2 separate regions of the Gossypium hirsutum genome follow, and region 2 is linked to region 1. The links are chromatin contacts, called in public Hi-C maps. All regions are on one chromosome and are shown on one strand. Each heading gives the region's core, a stretch centred on a gene start, on an enhancer-like site or on the middle of the called end of the contact. The rest is flanking DNA. Distances are from core to core; before and after follow the strand shown.

Region 1 (2,653 bases), core at 62-2,561:
AGAAATAACCTCCTTAAACTTTTTTTTTGTATTCTTTTAATTAATTTTTTGGGATGATATCCATCTCCAAAGAATTAAGGTTGATATTTGTCCCTAATTATTTTGATATGTTTTTATGAATTTGGGGATATTCGTCCATAATGTTTTAGGGACGAAATTTGTCCATTTTTCATATTCGTCCCAGATAAAATTTTAAAGAATAACTGTTGGAGACGAGCTAAATCGTCCTTAAATCTATTAAGGACTATTCAATTAATTTTAAATTTCGAAATGTTTTATTGAAGATCGAATTAAAATACCTTTGAAGAAACTTTTTCATAAATCTTGGATTTTTTTTAATTTTTAAAATTATTTTCATTTTTATTATAAATTTAAAAAATATTTTTATGTTTTTTTATTTTAAGGAGCTTTTTCATTTTTTAGAATTATAGCTTTTATTTATTATTTTTGAAATTTTATTTTTTACTTTAAATTTATTTTTTGAGGTGGCAAATAGTACAAAATAGTGTCACATTAGTAATGAATTTGAGGTAAGTGTCAAATTGAATAAATTTATAAATATTGAAGGTTCAATTTGCTATTATGTTTTATATATAAAACAACAAAAATAAACATTTGAAATAAAAATTTAATGGAGAGATTATTTTGCTCATTCATTTAACAAAAAAGAACTAATTTATCTAATTATTAGTATGATATTCAAATTTAGAGTTTATAAATTAGATAGATTCATTTTTTATACCTTGACTTGAACCTGAAACTACTCTTATTAAGTCAAATGTGTGGTCGCTAGAATTTGAACTTGTGTTTGCACTAGGACAAAACAAGGCCAGTGTCACTTTTCAAATCTTGTATTATCATTTAAAATATAGATAAAAATTTATTAATGAAATCAAATTAAACTATAAAATAATTTTTATTTAAATTTAGGTTGGGATTATTCACATATGATCCAAATATTTTAAAATGATCATCTACAAAAATGCTTAAATAAAAGTTAAACCAAGACTAAACTTTTTAAAACTGCTTAAATAAGAGTTTCTTGACTATTGTAAAGCATGTATGTTTTTATTCTTTAATTTTCTTTTCAATTGTTAGACATCTTATTTTAAAAAATGAGACACCCTTGAAAAATTATGTTCTAACTTAAGCATTTAGTGTAATCCGGGTCGAATTTATGAAACCCAGCATTCCATGGAAAGGTGGATAGTGAGGTGAGTTTAAAGAGGGCGCATAAAATTACAACAACTAAAGAACAAAAGTCTTTATACCCTCTTTTCTCATCATTCATTCTATAGTTAGCGTGTGATTATTGGAGAGAGAGGGAGAGAGAAAGCAAAGCAAAAGGGAGTGAGAGGTAGAGAGGAACCCACCTCAGTATTGCTTTCTAGTAAATAAAAGGAACAAACCAAATTAAAAATAAACAAAGAACATGTAGCTGATGAAGGAAAAGATGTGGACTGGAAGAGAAAGGTCGGCAACAAACAACGACTGAAGAAGAAACATACATATATATAAGAAATATAGAAAGACAACAGAAGAAAAGGCTCGTTTCGTTACTTCATCCTAATACATATCTGTTTTTTTGTTATCTTATATTACTACAAGACTGCAGTAGTTTCAGAAGACCAGTAGTTTCAGCTTGGCTTGGGGATTTCATTTGATTTCCTTTCAATTCTTTTTCCTCCTTCCTATTATATGTTTTAGTTAACCCAGAAGGGAACTGAGTCAAAGTGACAGTAGCAGTAGCCGCAGCTAAGCTAACAGAAAACTCGCAATCTCTCTCAGTATAGCTAGCAGATTAATGGCAGAAGGCAAAGGAGAGCCAAAAAACAAAGAAGAAATAAACAATTCTGCTTGCTGTGCTGTTCACTAATTGGAAAGCCACCCAACAAAGAAGATCTCTTTCTCTTTCTCTTTCTTTTTATCTTCTTCTGTTACAATTTCAGAGATTCGACCCCACCCTTTCCCCCTTCTCTCTAACTCATATAACACCTAAATAGAGAGATATCTTCTTTCTCCACTTCTCTCCATCTTTTCTTTTTTGGTTTTTCCCTTGTTTTCCTTTTTCATATTGAAACTTGACTTTTACTCTTGATTATGTGTATGTTTTATGTTTGTAAAGATTGAGTTTTCAGCAATTGAAGGAGACGTCTTTATCTATATAATTTCGTTATTATCGTTGTCATTGTGGCTACCACAAGAAGGCAGCTACCTTCAGACTCAGGAGCCTTTGCAGATTGGGCGACGTCATCGTCCGCAGCAATCCGAGCTGGCCCCGATGACCTGTCCCTTGGCTTCAACGCAAACGCGGCTGCCGCGGTGGCTGCTCCACCTGGATCCACCAGCGCTCAATGGCCACCCTCAGCTCGTCCACTCAACTACGGGCTTCCCTCTGAAATGGGGATGGTTGGTCTCCGCGATTTCGTTGTTGTTGCTCCTGCGTCTTTTAACCATCATCACCATCACCATCACCACCATGCTCAAGATCCCATCATCGGAAATGATCAAATCAGCGGTCAAAATGCTGCCACGGCACTTGGTGTTGGCGTTGGTGTTTTCCCACTCCTTACAGCATCTCCATGCTTAGCTCCTCAAAATATGGAAGATTCTGATTTAGTGAATAACAGTGGTCGTAACAAACTCAGTGGGA
Region 2 (2,653 bases), core at 73-2,572, 170 kb before region 1:
GGTGAATATTACTAATCAAGCATGTGAAGAACGCATACAAGCCAATTGAGGCATTAACTTACTTGAGACTTTATTCTGTTACTTTGTTGTATTTAAGTTCAATAATATATACATGTCAAGTTATGTTTGGAATTTTACATTTATATGAGGGTTTAGTATCTTAGTTTGGTTTTCCTCATACAAGTTACCTATGTTGCTTGGACTCTTCATTCTTCTTGAAGTACCCATGTCTAACACATGGATATGGGGATATGGCCTCCAAAGGATCCTCCAAATATATGGAAAAACAGAGAAAAATCTAACCATAACCAAGCTATATACATATCCAACTCCAAGTAACATAGCAAGTTATGATGAGAAATTTTCAGCATTAGTGCTATTGTGATTGTATGATGCAATAGACATAAGGTGGGACTCCTAAGGAAGTCTCGTCCGATGCTTAGGTTTTCTTTCTTTCTATCCCAAGTGTGAATCTTAGGCATTCTCATCACTTCATATTTTTATCAAGAATTAGAACAATTTATATTGGAAAATATCACAAACCCTAGCTCTCCACCAAGCAGTCTAGCATCACTTACACAAAAGGCAAATAGGGAAGGAGCATTCCTCTATAAATAATGCAGCACAAAGTTGGAATAATCATTTTTGCTAGAACTTTCACACGGCCGTCTAAGTTGTAATTAACCTTAAAAGATAAGTGCAAAAATACGTGTATTTAAGCAAAAGAGCAACTAATGTCATGGCATCCATGAAAAGAGGTAAAGTCAGTGGAAACAAACTAGAGTAAGTAGTTAGATATGGCTTGGCACCATCCAATTATCAAAATAAAAGAACAAACTAAAGTGCATAATAAGAATTAAAAATCTTATTAAAAAGAGAGAGTAAAACAAACACTTACAGATACAGGACTTTGGGAGGGATGGTGATGATAGAGGGTGGAAGTGGAACCCCAAATTTCTGGAAGGTCGACAGAGACAAGAGGTGGAGACAGTAATATTTGGTTCGTGGTGGTGGTGGATAAATATCTTTTATATTCTTTCGCCCATCCTACTACCACCTTCCGAGTTGCATTCATCATCCTCATCCTCATCCTCATCAAAATCTTCCTGTACATACCACCTGCCCAATCCTACAACCATATGGTTCTTGCTTCAATTGCCTCCATTCGGCACCGACTCACCAATGACACAATCGACTCCCTCTCGCACCTGAAATTTGATGCGTTTACAAATCCTCAGTCGGTAACAGCCTCCTACACACGATACTACGCCAGCCCAATACAATAACGCCACCTGTCAAATCAACTCCTTTTGCCAAAATTCCAACCAAAATATCCTTTTCTATTGGCAGTTATAATTTTCAAAATCACAGTTCCTTCACAATAAAAGTAACGGGTTATTACCAAGTTTTTTAGAACCGTACCATGTTTAAACCCGTCAGATCATCGATTAGTGTAACAAATTAAATTAAAAATTATTAAAAATTTAAATATAAAAAATAAGAATTTGGTTTAATTGCTTTCAACTAGTTTAATCTATTCATATTAATTCTCGGTCCATCCGATTCAAAATAATTTTTTAGATTGATATTTTAATCTATTCTCGATCTAACCAATTCGACCGATAAGACCAATCTAATTCAAAATAATTGATTATTACGAAAGCTCCCTCATTTCTACATAATATATACATCCCCGAAAGAAAATCTCAAACTATCTATTTCCTATGATTTATTTTCCTTCATTTGCGACTTGAGTGCTTCTACTCAACTAAATTCAACAACTGAATAATAAAATTAAACAAGAATTATCCAAACAATTTAAAAATGTATATAATAAACTAAGAAGATGCTGAAGAATAGATCAAAAATAGGTAAACCTACTCAATCCAAATTGGCAACTCTTCCAGCCTTCTTCATCGTCGTTGTTTATTTTGTTATGGGAGGAATCATTCTGTTCAAGTCGTTGGGGCGTTGCGTTTTGGAAAAAGATAGTAAATAAAACAATGCATTTTGGGTATATTTTTTTTAATGTTTAAGGTGATTATAGTTGTAGAATAACAAATTTCATAACCAACTTGTAACTGTTCCATTTTAAGCAGAGGAGAAAAAATGGAAACGGTTATGCAATTCGTGAATGAAAATTTTCTTCTTCTTCTTCTTTCTTCTTGATTTCATTCTCTCTTCTAAATTTACCATATCAAGGGTATTAGAGTCTACTGATCCTCCATGGCTAGTGATAGAGTTACAATACATCTTCAGAAAGAGGTTGGTCATCTACAATAGGAAGTTACCCAACTTCAGATCGAGTTATTTCAGTGGGACGCCAAGCTCAACACTCGTCTAACGGAGCTTAGAGATGACTCCCATGGTGAGATAAAATATGAGTTGCAAAACTTGTTTGAACAATATTTGGGTAATCTGCCTTCTATTCCTATTGTTGGGGCTCAAGAGGATAAATGGAAGAGCATTTTAGGTGGCCCTCCACCTGGTTTTCTTCCCAAAGAAACATTGATTGTTTCTCCTGTGATGGATTTGGGATGTATGAGTATTCCCTCACGCTCGAGCAATAATGAGAGGACTCTATGTTCTTATAAACTTGAGTGTATTAAGTTTGATGGCTTCGATTTCCGGGGTAGTGGTCCAAGCTGGAGCA

The links. Hi-C and Micro-C count contacts between places; a contact is called where the count stands out from the background.
Region 2: a Hi-C map of leaf shows a contact between it and region 1, with 2.0 times the contacts expected there. The contact joins the promoter of LOC107954325 here to the promoter of LOC107954326 in region 1. A contact is called at or near these places in 5 of 34 Hi-C or Micro-C datasets (hypocotyl and leaf).

Annotation. Positions count from the first base shown.
Region 1 is chrD07:18,565,075-18,567,727 of Gossypium_hirsutum_v2.1, reverse strand. LOC107954326 (protein LATERAL ROOT PRIMORDIUM 1) reads left to right here and starts at 1,311. Exons shown (of 5, transcript XR_005916221.1): 1 at 1,311-2,653.
Region 2 is chrD07:18,736,975-18,739,627 of Gossypium_hirsutum_v2.1, reverse strand. It overlaps LOC107954325 (bifunctional protein FolD 1, mitochondrial), which reads right to left and starts at 1,322. Exons shown (of 5, transcript XM_041097649.1): 1 at 899-1,322. The coding sequence starts at 1,114.